Regions from separate parts of the Mus musculus genome. Here region 2 is linked to region 1. The links are chromatin contacts, called in public HiChIP or PLAC-seq maps. All regions are on one chromosome and are shown on one strand. The core of a region is the stretch at or near the end of the contact, and the rest is flanking DNA. Distances in the headings are between cores, read along the strand shown. Region 1 has its middle 22 kb from the start of Slc5a3. Region 2 has its middle 11 kb from the start of Gm41497.

What was found. HiChIP or PLAC-seq counts read pairs in DNA pulled down with a chosen protein or histone mark.
Region 2: an H3K27ac HiChIP or PLAC-seq map of extraembryonic endoderm stem cells shows a contact between it and region 1. The contact joins two enhancer-like sites. A contact is called at or near these places in 3 of 39 promoter capture datasets (the HPC-7 cell line, cranial neural crest and frontonasal cranial neural crest), 1 of 484 Hi-C or Micro-C datasets (the G1E-ER4 cell line) and 3 of 115 datasets of contacts at active chromatin or transcription factors (differentiating embryonic stem cells, embryonic stem cells and extraembryonic endoderm stem cells).

The regions. Positions count from the first base shown.
Region 1 is chr16:92,032,444-92,039,436 of GRCm38.p6, reverse strand. No RefSeq gene overlaps it. Among named protein-coding and RNA genes, the nearest start is that of Slc5a3, 22 kb to the left of the region's middle. Within about 2 kb of position 3,791, at least 7 of the 459 cell types and tissues checked have an H3K27ac peak or open chromatin away from gene starts, as enhancers often do. A contact at or near this core is called in extraembryonic endoderm stem cells, where this site is marked.
Region 2 is chr16:92,231,733-92,238,725 of GRCm38.p6, reverse strand. No RefSeq gene overlaps it. Among named protein-coding and RNA genes, the nearest start is that of Gm41497, 11 kb to the left of the region's middle. Within about 2 kb of position 3,830, at least 58 of the 459 cell types and tissues checked have an H3K27ac peak or open chromatin away from gene starts, as enhancers often do. A contact at or near this core is called in extraembryonic endoderm stem cells, where this site is marked.

The DNA of each region.
Region 1 (6,993 bases), core at 2,542-5,041:
GGGAGTTCTGTGCCCACCCTTTGCTTGCTGGTGAGTCCGGTATGCCCGTGATCTTCCCACCTTGTTCTAGTCTGAGTCTCATCTTTCCAACAGTCTACCCCATTGGTCTCTCTTTCACCCCACAAGGTGAAATGAAGGGCCTTTTGCGTCTGAGTGTGGCTCCCTCGAACCATAATTGTAGTTCCAGGACAACCGAATGCTAGCCAGGCAGTTTGGGGCACTGCGGCTCATCCCTTCCTCCTGACCCCAGGGCAAACTCAGCACCCTCCCTATATTGTTTTGTCTCACCCTTCATGGCTACCCAAGTTCATAGCCTATCTTCTCCTAAGCCACACTTCCTTCCTGAGTTCCAGTATACTCTAACTGCCCATATAGATACTCCTATCTGGGGCTGGAGAGATGGCTCAGCAGGTAAGAGCAGTGATTACTCTTCCGAAGGTCCTGAGTTCAAATCCCAGCACAACCTCCCGTTATGAGATCTGACTCCTTCTGGTGTGTCTGAAGACAGCAAGCAACAATGTACTTATTTATAATAAATAAATAAATAAAGATACTCCTATCTGAGTGTTCCTAAGCAGCCCAGACTGTGCAGTCCCGGGAGCAGGGAGCATAGTGTCTTCCCCCTCTATACTAGTCACACTTCTTCTAGCCCACGAGTGACACTACTCGGCACCCAGCTCTCATACTAGACATACATAAAAATGTCTAGTATGAGAACTTTGAGCACCAAGTAGCTCTTCTGCCCTTCCTTTCCTCTCAGCTACCTCGCTAGGGGGATTGGGGGCAGAGGAGGGGGCGGGTATGATCCGGTATGTTTTGCTGTTTAAAAGTCCCTAGAGCAGCGGTTCTCAGCCTTCCTAATGCCGCAACCCTTTAACATAGTTCTGCCTACTGTGGTGATCCCCACCCCCACCCCCAACCATGAGATTATTTTCGTTGCTACTTCACAACTGGAATTTTGCTACTGTTATGAATCCTAATCTAAATCTCAGTGTTTTTCCGATGGTCTTGGGTAACCGTTGAAAAGGTTGACTCACAAGGGGTCGCGACCCCCAGGTTGAGAACTGTTGCCTTAGAACAAGCGTTGCTAGAGTGTCACGGTCCAAATCCAGGTAGGCATTCAAGCATGCAGCAGCTGTTTACAGTGAGGATGGAGCCAATACGGGAACTGGTCAATGATACTTGAGGTCATATGGCTACCCACTCAGTCACGCTCTCGTGTCCCACTCTGTTGCCCGTTGTGGTTGCTTCCTCCGGCTTGTGTATACTTCTACGGCTGCTGTTTGTTCTCAGCTCCGCAGCTTTGTCACCAGCTCCTAACAACCTTCTGAATTTCCCCGCTCCTCCTCTGTGGCACAGCCACCTGCATTTACTTCTGCAATTGTATTTACCACACAGCGTGGTGACACTCTTTGCAAGTGTGTGTTCCCTTCCGGACCCCTATCCGTGCTTTACACAGAAGGCTTTAGAAGATTCTTCTTTCTCTGACTGTGTTAGGCCAACATCACGTCTTCCACTGACATTTCTATAAATACTTCCAGAAGGTGCCCTGCTGGCTTGCTCAGGCTATGGTTAAAGTTGTAAACAGAGGTCTCTACCAGTTTTCAAACCATCTATTTTCCTCCACTCCACTTTCTTTTATGGCTTCCTCCCCGAACTGTGTTCTCTGGGATTAAAGACAGACAGACATGTGCTAAGATGAAGATAAATAAATACTCAAGTAAAAAAGAGTCAACACTCAGATGTTGATAAATGGTGTAGTAGATCTAAACTCAATACTACTGAAATGTCATATGTAAGAATGTAAGAAAAAGGCTCATTATTAACTTATTTTATTTCTAATTAAAATATAATTACAAAACTGTCCCCTTCCAGTCCCTCTTATGCCCTCTTCCTCTCAAGTTCATGGCCTCTTTTTAATTATTTTACACACACACACATCCATTATTTGTATGTATATGCTGACCACTGGTAGATAACCAATTAAGGGCTAGTTAACTGTAGCTCATCCAGGGATGGGGCCCTGTGAGAGTCCCCTACCACACTGGCATATAACCCAAAAAGCAGTTTCTTTTAGCAGTGGAAAGGGACTGGTACTTCTATATCATTGTATGGTGCCCAGCCCTGACTGGTACATCCACAGCATAACCATATATACCTCAGGCTCAGGGAGAGGGGGCAGGAAGACTAAAACAAGCCAGAGGACCAGGGAGTGTACTGTGAGATTGTGTCTTCTAGATATGACCAGGAAGCTATACCCAGGAAATCCCAACAATAACAATATGGCTGCTAACAAGTCCTATACAATGGCAACAGCAGTTAACACGACGAAAGGCTTTTAAATAAAATAATGAACGAGTGTGCTGGGAGTAGCTCTCAGGGCACACCTAAATGCTCACAGGTGAAACCCTCCTTAAAAATGTCACCTTTCACCTCAGCCAATTCCACTGTGGTCCCTGTCGTAAAAATAAGGGTGTGGATTTAATGTGGTGAAGTGGAACTGTGAGGTCAAAATCCACTTAAAAATAAGCACAATGGAACGGAAATGTGCGTGAAGATTGCTTCTCACTGGGACGTGACGGCTCCCAGTGCTTTATCACAAGTGACAGGCAAATGTCTGGAAGTCACAGACAATGTGTAGTAAGTTACAAGGCAGGCAACCCCAGGAGTCCTGTGTATCCCATGGGGCACATTCGAGTGTGACCGGCAGGCAAGCCCAGAAGGAGAGCAAGGGAGAGGCTAGTACACAAAGACTTGAAGAAAATGGCTAAAATCATGGGGAACTTTCCAAACATTCTAGTTTCATTTTCCTTGACCTAGGGGAAGATTTCACACCCAAAGCAAATTATGAACACGATGACAGTATCTTGCATTTTTTTTCTTTGAAGTACATTAAGATAACTTCTAAACAGGAGTCATGAAATCCAATGAGGAATTTGGAAACTTAGTGTGTAAGTAACTAAAAGTGCCAAAATCTCCAAAACTGAAAAACAAAGGCATAGTCATCTTAAAAACAAAATATGAGAGCCCGGTGTGATGGCGCACGCCTTTAATCCCAGCACTTGTGAGGCAGAGGCAGGCGGATTTCCAAGTTCAAGGCCAGCCTGGTCTAGAGAGTGAGTTCCAGGACAGCCAGGGCTACACAAAGAAACCCTGTCTCGGAAAACCATAAATAAATAAATAAATAAATAAATAAATAAATAAATAAATAAATAAATAAGACATGAGGAAAGATCTGTAAGTGAGCCACTTGTCTGAGTTACAACAGACCATAACCCACTAGAGGGAAAGGCATATGCCAGTAGATAATATAATTCACCCGTCTGAAGAAACACTTGGATATTAGCATCAAAGGACCCACCCAAGAGGAGGCAGCCATACCTAAGATGGTCCACAGAGCATGTCGGAGTAGAACTGCTGGTACTAAGGCTGGAAAGGATTCTTTCCAGTTGCAGACCAGAATAAAATTGTGCTGAGGGCAGCTGTGGAAATACTCAGCAAACTGGAAGGGTGAAACATTGTTCCGAAGAGATCTAGGAGCTCTGTTCCTAGCCAAACCGTGACTTAGGTGTGGTTATGAAAGAGAAACAGGTTTGGTTGGACAAAGAGTCAGATCGCATACAACCTAAGTTCTTTCCAAAGAAGCTATTTCAAGATTAATCCAAAGAAAACGAGCCTGAATTCAAATGAGAAGAAAGGGAAACTTTTGCATGGTCTAAGTACACTAACCAACATGCAGTGAACATCCATTTGCCAGGAACCAACACCATCACCAAAAGGAAAACCAGCAGATGCTGGGAGGGAGAGCGAGTCTTTGATTCATCTGCTCTTTCTGAGACTCCCAGATGAAAAACAGAATCAGACTTAAAACATCAAAAATCTATATAACAGTAATAATAATGACCAACATGTCTGGGCTTAGTCTGATAGAAGCAATGTTTCGAACAATACATTGTATCTTCTTTAAACTTCCTGATAAGGGCCAAGGTTAGACACAATTAGCTCCATTGTGCACATGAAGAAGCTGGAAGAGTCAGGAAGACAATAGAATGAAGCAGAAGACAGGAATGCTGGGAACAGAAGGGACCGGTAGGAGGGGGGCAGGGAGATGGGGGGGGAGATTCAGGAAGACACAGGGGAGTCAGGGAGATGAAGATATGGGGTGGGGGGCAGGGATACCAGAGGGCAGAGGGAAAGGGGAGAGGGAGATGCAGGGGGCAGGGAGATGCAGGGGCAGCCAGGGAGATGGAGATGCAAAAGGGGGGGGGGGGCGCCAGAGAGACACCAGGGTGGAGGGAGAGGGGGAGGGAGAAGCAGGTGGGCAAGGAGATAGGGGGAGGGTGATGCAAGGGGCAAGAAGAACCAACCGAAATGAACTATGTGTGAAACCTCACATAAACAACTCATCTTGTAAGCTAATTTTAAAAATTAAAAGTAAGGGTCTAGAGAGATGGCTCAGCAGTTGACAGCACCTGCCACTCTTTCAGAGGGCCGAAGTTCAGTTCCCAGCACCCACATCAGGTGGCTCACAGCTGTCTGTGACTCCACGTGAGTCTGTGGGAGCCTGCTGGCTGCTTTCTTCTTTTGCAGGGTTGTTTTAGCTAGGGTGGGGTCCCTTGTGCTTCTATAGGAGCTGAAAGACCACCTTGTCAATTTCTGTAAAACCCAAAAGGGTGCCTGGATCTTCCACAGGGATTCTGTCGGACCTGAACATCAGTGTAAGGAGTGCTGTCATCTACCAGGCCCCGGACACAGCTGTCTCTTCGGAGTTTGGTCAGGCCCCTTTAATTCCGTGTGGTTCTCAGCAAGACAGCTTTTCACTCCTTTTGTTGAATTCATCCCTCAGATGGTCGAGGGAGCCATTGCAAATGAGTCACTTTTTTTGATTTCATGTTGGCATTGCTCATCACCAGCATGCACAAAAGCACCTGAAATATATATCTATATATTTATGTATAGGTATATAGATATCTGTATCTATATGGGATGCCTAAGAATTTTCTACATACAAGGTTTCTTTATTCTATTTATTCGTGTCTTAGGCATGGTTTCCATTAAAGTTTATTTTTAATGTGTGTGCATGTGTGTGGTCTGTGCACACATAGACATGTGCATGAAGATGTTGGAATGCAGCCTCAAGCATCATCCCCAGGCACACCGGCCACCTTCTTTGAAACACCAAGTAGGGCAGAATGGCTCTCCAGGGAGCTCTAGGGACCCCCTGCCTCTGCCTCTGCCTCCCCAGAACTGGAATCACAAGTGAACATCACTATGCCTCGCTGTTCATGTGGGTACAGGGAACTGAACTCAGAACTCATGCTCTTTACTAACTGATCCGTCTTCCAGCTTCTCCTTTAGATTCCTTTAAGAAAATAACATTGAATGATTAAGGCCATTGTGCAGTAAATCTAGGGTCTGTGCTCAATCTCTGCTCCCCACATCTTGCTATGTGATCTCTCCTGAACTTTTACCATGATGCTGTTTGCCAAGAGGCCCTCACTCAAGGTTGAACACACAGAGACACCCCCCACTTTGCTGCCAAGGCTCTTCCACTAAACTATTCCCCAACTGACACCCAGTTTGGGATTTTGAGCCTCCAGAACTCTAAGCCAAATAAACCTATTTTCTTTGTACACAGCCCAGCCTCAGATGTTCTTGTTATAGCAAAGAAAACAGACAACCACCTTTCTCAATTTGGCCTCCAATATATCCTTAGACTCTACAAATAGACAACCACCCCAGGAGTTATTGATATCAAAGAGAATGAAGCTACTCTATGGAAGTGATACAGGCCGGATGACCTCTCTCCTATTTTACAGCTTCCCCTTTTGTTAAAGCCATACATCTGTTGATTTCAATGAGCTGAATTGTTCTTGGGTCCGAGAAGATGGCAGATACTCCTCTGATCTTGGTGTCATCCCAATGGTTGTCTTCCCTCAACCTGGTTTTCTTGGTCACTCAAACCCAGTAGTTAAGGATGCCTTCCTCCTGAAAGAAACAGCAGAAGCCAGGGGCATCTCCAGACAGAGGAAGGCACGGTACACACCATCACACATGGCAGAGGGGTGTATTGCCCCACAAACAGAAATCACAACTCATTAACAGTAAGTATGAAAATAGCTACTGACCCATAAGATTGGACAAAGACCCTTGAAGAGGGGGAAGTGTCTGCATATCGACTCTTTGGCAACCCAGGTGACAATACAGTTCAGGCTCAACTGGTTGAAGTGTACCTTCCAAAGGCTACAACTGGCCCTGACCCCAGACACAAATTTAGGCACACAGGAGGTCAGGAATGGGTCAGTAAAGCTCAAATGGAGAATGAACAGGTACAAACTGGCTCACAGGCTATCAGACATGACTGTGGGGACGAAAGCTACCAGCTACGTATTCTCCTGTAGCGTGTACGCTTCTTTCTCGCCTCCCAAGTAGCCAGTACCTGAGGCTGACCATAGCCCCTCACTCCAGCATAGATGGAGGTGCAGGAAACAGAAGGAGGGCAGTCTTCCGTGATTGAAAGTCCGCGCGTGTCCTCTGATCTTCCGCGCACTGGGCGTGGGAGGCCGGTAGCGGATGGAGGGGTTTTATTGCACTTTAGCATGTGACTGAACATGTGGTAAATTGAAACATTGTCTTGAGGAATTGTAGGTATTTCCAGCGGAGAAATATGAGAAGAGTTTGATCCAGCAATGTTGTCTTGAATTTTAACTAGTGTTCCTTGGCAGAAATCGAAAGCCAACATGGACAAACGGACGCTCTAAAACTCCTAACTCGTGGGCAGGGGACTGAAGGCTCGGGCCATGCTGCTGCCTTTTTCTTTAAATGTGAAGAACTACACAATCAATCTCTTTCTTGTGAGACTTCTCCCATTAGGCCTTAACAACCCAAATCAAATGATGAGTCCCTCCAAGGCCCATCTACCCCCTGGGTACCAACCTCCCCCATGGGCACCAACTCTTCCTTTGGATACCAACCAGTCCCATGGGTACCATC
Region 2 (6,993 bases), core at 2,581-5,080, 200 kb before region 1:
TAAATACATATGTGTGCACATACACAGCCATAAATATATACATGTAACAATAATAATTAAAGAAGAAAATAGCAGGGTGCAGGTGGATTCATGCTTTCCCTCTCTCACACTCTGATTTCCACCCACTACCTCATAGCTTCCATCCCTGTCAAGAAGGGAAGAACTGTCATGGCAGTACACCCCCCCCCCCTCGACCCCCAGTCACTCCCTCATCACTCTTGATGTTTGACCATTCCTTTACTCTATCTGACATCATAGCTTAGGTAGGGCATCCTCTCTCTGTTCGTGCTCCCAAAGCACCCAACAATACTTCGATCTCTCTCTCCAACACTAAACTCCCCGCTGCTAGAAGTCAGGACTACCTGTGGTAGGCAGGGTTCTGGGGGCGCTCAGCACAAATGTCTGACTCATAGTTCCCTAGCTCAGATCAAATGAGGATGTGAGTGAACGAACCAGGAACGAACCATAGGAACGACCAGCCATCCAACCCCACCCGAGTAATATAGGCCCTGCTGGGCGCTGTGCACCATGCTGTGCCGTAGAGATACCCCTGTGAGGGGAAAGAGTTACCGAGGTGTCGGACATGAAGGGAACACTCTGGCTACTGTCCAAGTGAGCAAAGTTTGGCTGGGGTGTAGACCTGGTCCCGTCATCACAGTGTTCCTCTAAATCACGTTCCAGTGGACCTGGTCCGCCATCACAGTGCCTCTCTGACTCTTGTTCCAGTCAGTGTACCTGGTCCGTCATCATAGTGGCCCCTCTAATCCACTTCCAGTAGGCCTGGTCCGTCATCACAGTGTTCCTCTGACTCACATCCCAGTGGACCTGGTCCGTCATCACAATGCCCCTCTGATTCCCATTCCAGGCTCATTGCTAGCATTGTTCCTTGGGGCTATTTGAAGCCTTCTCTGGTGGTTCCTTATTAGTGAGAACCATTTTGGCAATTTGGATGGTAATTTTGTCCTACTGTCATTAGTGTGGCGGGAGTGAGGAATGTTCAGCATCCCTCCATGCCTAGGATAGTCCTCTGTGGAGAACAGCTGCCCCAACACCGGGCCTCATTGCCAAAGGCTTCATCAAAGCGTCATGTAGGTAAAAGCTGGGCTCTGCTTTACACATAAACAAAGTCGTTCTCAGAAGCTCTTTAGAAAATGCTGAAGTTTCCAGGAAGGAGATTACTGTGTAAAGTGAGGGAAGATTATATTGTTTACCAAGAGCCAACCATCATTTGGGACACGATGTTACCACCAGGAGGGCCCTTCAGTGCTGGGGTCACACAGCTGGCCCGCAACAGGCTGCACGTGTGCGTCAATGTGACTGAGAGCCTGCCCATGGCTCAAGGATCCCCATTCCCTCCCACACTTCCACCTCAACATTTACTAGAGGAAACACATTATTATTATTATTATTATTATTATTATTATTATTATTATTATAACTATAAATTGCCTTCTAATTATCTTTAAGTTTCGGATTCTGTTAAGTCTAAGATAATAGGTTATGTGAAGAGATTACATGTAGAACTATCATGGGCTGAATGGTGTCCACTGGAGAAGACCTGTCAAAATTCTAAACTCCAGCAGCTTAAAACATACTTAATAAGTAAAGGCCTTTATAGAGATAATCAAATGAGGCTGGAGCCTCATTTTAATTTAAATAAAGATTTAAATTAAATAAAGATTAAATAAAAATTAATTTAAATAAAGACGACTGGAATCTTTATTGAAAAAGCAAAACAGACACAAAGACACTTGTGAAGAGAAGATGACAAACAGAAAAGGAGTGAGTACACAGTGGAGTAGGAAATGTGGCTCAGTGGTTTGAACATTTGTTACTCTAGCCAAAACCCAGCATCCACATCAGGTAGCTCACAGCCTCCTGTAGCTCTTGCTCCAGCTGATCTGGCACCTTCTTCTGGCCACCAAAGATTCCTGTACTTATGTGCACAGTCCCACACACGTACACATAATAAAAAATAAAATAAATCAGAGACAGGCAGATCTCTATTAGTTGGAGCCAACCTAATCAATACATTGAGCTCCAGGCCAGTTAGGGCTACCTAGTGAGACCCTGTCTCAAAACATAATCTTTTTATTTATATATACACGTAATTATTTTGTTGTTGAGACAGGGTCTGGCTGTGTCATCCTGTCTGGCTTAAAACTCTGCCTCTGCCTCCTGAGTGCTGGGATTAAAGGTATGTGCCACCACGCCTAGCCCATAATCTTTGTATTTTAAAGGACACTGAGACAAGTTGCTGTCTACAAACCAGAGAAAGACCAGAAACAGAAACACCCTGGGAAGAAGGCAGCCTGGCCCACACCTTGATCTTTGACCTCTGCCTCCCAGAGACTGAGACAATACATTTACGACTTATGTTTCTTGAGCCTCATAGTCTCTGGGTTTTTGTTATGTCACTCTTAGCTAAATAACATGATTTTATTCCAGAGAACAAAAGAGATGTGAAATACAGTACACAAATAGAAAGATTTGGGGGACAGTGTGCTTGGGACAGACTCTTCTATTTGAACTGTCAAATAGAGCTGTTGAAAATGATTCCAAATGGCAGTAATAATATAAAAAGTAGGCTTGGCCTGGCAGCAAGCCAACGGTAGAATGGATAAGTACACTATCAGAAATAATGAAAGTCTTAAATATCTAGCAAAAGCCAAGCAAACCTGCAGCCTGTAGACTTCTGGAGCTCGAGAGGGATTGACCACAGCAGTTAAGTTTAAAATACAAAAACAAAAACAAAAACCATTTCAGCTTCTGGGGTGCTCTGGACACTCTTCTTGATGTCTACAAACAGCTCTACTTGGGTCAAGCTTTACTGTGCATGAAGTACCTTGTGCTTTATGCAGCTGAACCAGTCCAAAGATACAGGCAGGGCAGAGAAAAGGATCCTCGTTTTTAGAAATGAGACGTCTGTGGCTGTGAGACTCATTTGCCTGAGTTAAATAATTAATTTTTGTTTTACTAACCATAATTTATTTTGGTTATAAGAAACAGTAAGCAGTGTTAAGTAACTCAGAGGTAAAACAATTAATAGTCTGGATTCTCCCAAGCGGTGTGAGACTGCCCTTTAGGCGAGCAGACCCACAATTTCCCCTGAGGCCCTCTCTCCTACAGGGAGTAGAGGGTCTTTACCCACACAGCTGCTAAAAAGATAAGCCCACGGCCTGTCCTCAAGACCTCATTCTCTGATCAAAGTTCCAACTCCCTGATGAGAAAACATTAAACTGCCGTTTGAGCCTATGTCTGTCAACTGTGGCCTGAGGAAAGGGTCATGTGACACAAGCAAGGTGTGGTAGGGGCTTGGTAGAGAAAGGAAAATCAGGTGGCTGACCGAAAGGTCAGGGAGACGCACACCCGCTGTCTTTCTACTCCATTCAAACGCTCCAGGCTGTTCAAGTTTGCTTTCTGTTGCTGTGAGAAATACCACGACCAAAAGCAACGTAGGGAGGAAATGGCTACGTTGTCTGTAATAATTAGGTGTTTGGATCAGAATTCTTCTGCATATTTGGGTCATCTGAACAGTGAGAGGTGACATAAAAGGTATACCTGCCACTTTAATCAAAACTCTGGCTGGCGCCCATATTTCCCTTGCTGGCCATTGGGCAGCTTCCTTTGCTGTGACCCACACATATGAGGGATGTCTCAGGATGTGGGAGAATGAGGTGTCTAAGCTGCATCTCCAGAGGCTTTTCACACCGTGCTGTTTACGACCATCTCAACTGGCCTCTGTGCCTCTCGCCTCTGTCTCCTAACTGTCCTGTCTCTCAGAAGCCTACCGCTGTAATCCCTCTTTCATGCTGCCAAAGGTTTATCTCGGGACTCACAGCTAATCAGATTCTGTGGACTCTCAGATGCCCAGTGCCTACAGTCAGGCCATCCTCATTCCTGTCACCAGTTTCCCTCTGTTTACACATTAACACCAACTTGGCTCTGCTCTGCACATACATTCCTTTTCATTATCACCATGGTAAACACGATTGTTCTTACTCTCCAGCCTTACAGACGTCAGTTCTCAGATCACAAGCCAAAGGTCACAGGCCAGTAAACACTAGAATTACATTTTGAATTCAGATCTGACTGGAAAGCAAATTCCTTTTCTACTTGGTCACGCTAAACTAATGTGTTGCTGCTCTCCGGGGACACTGAACCAGAGTGGGAGAGAGAGAAACAGAAGTAGAGACAGACAATGACAGAGACAGTGACAAAGGTGACTAGGAACTGATTTGTGTGATTATAGATCTAAATGAAGATGAAGATAAGAAAACCTGAGGTGCAGGGTATGGTGTGGTAGTGCACACCTTTAATCCCATCACCCAGGATGCTGAGGCAAGCTGGTCTCTGAGTTTGAGGCCAGCCAGAGCAAGTTCTAGGACATCCAGGACCACACAGAGAAACACTGTTTGGGGGGTGGGGGATGGGGTGGGGTGGCATAAATTCAGTTAGAGTCCTAATGTTTGAGAACCCAAGGAAGCTGATGCTCTAAGTCCCGGGATCTTAGGACAGAAAGCTTCAGTCTCCTCTCCCTCTTCCATTCATTCTATCAGTGAATGCTTATCCGCATTCTAGAGTCCACTGATTCAAATGCCAACCGTGGAACCAAATACAATGGGTTGACTTCTGGGTGAGTCGAAAGCCACGGGCAAGCATAGTCAGAGAAATAACAGGCAAGATTTATTACCAACAACAAACTCCCCAAACAATGGCCTCCCTGACAAAGGAAAGGCAGGCTTGGTTTAAGTACGCACACTTACCCACTTAAGGAAGAACTTTAGGAGAAGGTACCGACCTGAGCATGCTCAGTCTAAGACTGCAGTTCGAGGGGAAGATAGTGAAGACGTTTATGGATATGCTTATTTCATACATTATGGGGCACATACTAGAGGCATTAAAATGGCAAAGAGCTGTGCCTTGGGGCATTCTCGATTTGTGTTGTAAAGATGATGGACAGAAACTCCTCTGTGCATGCTCAGTTTTCTCCAAGATTTTTAACAGCAAGAGGTAGGTAGAAAGTATTTTGAAAGTATATTGATAGAGGCTTTTGCCCCTAGGGATGCCTGCTTCACTCAGAGGCTCTAACAATGTCAGCCTAAAACACCCCCACAGAAATACCCAGAAATATTGCTTCATAGAAATAACATAGAAATAACTTCCTCCTGGAAGTTGGGTGAAAAATAAAATCAACAATCACTCCCAAGTAGCCATGGCCAATTAGGCTATGATTCTCAAATGGGAAACATGAAATCCACCATAGAGATATCATGTATCTATTTAGCTGGAAATGATACTTAGTGTTGACTGTGTAAGGAGCTGAAAGCTGAACCCCACCCACATGCGTTGTTAGCACTCAGACTTATGTTGGTTATGGAAGAGCAGGCAGAAGACAAGAAGGCGTGAAGCTTTGAGGCAGAAGGAAGGGGGAATAACTAACTACTGCTTCTGGGTTGGATGGAGCGACAGCACGGGGCCTTAATACGGGAATGATGTGCAGTGGCCTCCAGATTCAAATAGAAGTTTCAATTCACACTGAGGTCACTACATACTTAGTGTACTTTTGGTTTTCCTGAAGCTATTCGCTGATATCTTGTATCTCTTCCTTCTTCTGTCCTCCAGCCCTTGCCTTTAAATTTATAACAGCTCCGAACTTTCCTTTTCTTTTTTCTTTTCCTTTGCTTTCTTTTGCTTTTTTTCTTTTCTTTTCTTTTCTTTTGTTCTTTTCCTTATTTTTAAGCTCTGATTTTTTTTTTTTTAGCCTGGGGCTTTCTATACACTGCAGCCTGGGGTTGGGCTTGCCCTCCTCCCCCTGGGTCTCTTAGGTATGCTCCACCGTATCTGGCAAAAATTTTCTTTTAACATTTGAGAAATGTGAGAACAAGCAAATTAGAAAAGAAGATAAATCAGAGATATGAAGACCAGTCCAGAGGCGGCAGTGGTGGGACAAGATGCAATAGTTATAGGGAGCAGAGTACCAACCACACAGACCAGTCTGTGTTTGGAGAGCAGGGCACTAGGATGGATGTCCAGTATGAACCAAGATGCCTAAGGCTGGGCATCCAGAGGGGCTCTGAGTCAGCACAAAATGGCCTACAGTGGAGTCCCGAAAGAGAGCAGTGAATGCAATCTATTATATCGCCATTCCTAGCTAAATGACATCTTTGTGTGATTTGTACTAAATATGGCCTGGAGGTCAGAAGCTTTTAGCTCAGGTCTTGGCCTTTGCCAGCCTGGTTGTGTATGTGTCTATCTCTAGGGCTGTGTGTCAGTGCCAGTCTTTGTCTCTGTCTCTTTTCTCTGTCTCTGTCTCTGTCTCTGTCTCTGTGTGTGTATGTGTGTGTTTGTGTGTCTGTGTCTGCCTGTGGGTCCTGGATGGTGTGTGTCTCTGTGTGTGTGTGTGTGTGTGTGTGTGTGTGTGTGTCTGTGTGTCTGTGTCTGTCTGTGCATAGCCTGAGGATCCCGGATGGTGTGTGTCTGTGTCTGTCTGTGTCTGTCTGTGTCTGTCTGTGTCTGTCTGTGTCTGTCTGTGTCTGTCTGTGTCTGTCTGTGCACAGCCTGTCGGTCCCGGATGGTGTGTGCCTGTCTAGCACTATGTAGTGTCCTTTGCCCACAGTGAATAAACTCTCCCTTCAACTTCCTGGCCTCTTGCGAGCCTCCCCTTTTCCTGGTGTGGTGTTTTGAATAAGAATGGTCCCCACAGGCTCATATATTTGAATGTTTGGACATCAGGGAGTGACACTACTTGAGAGGGATTGGGAGGTGTGGCCTTGTTGGAGGAAGTGAGTCACTGGGGGTGTGCTTTGGGGTTTCAAAGCTCAAACCAGGCCCAGTGACTCTCTCTTCCTGCTGCCTATAGATGCAGATATAGAACTCCTGGCTACTTCTCCAGCATCACATCTGCCTGCCGTATTGCTATGCTTTCTGCCATGATGATAATGAACTAAACCTCTGAAACGGTTTCATTAAGTGCTTTCTTTTATAAGAGTT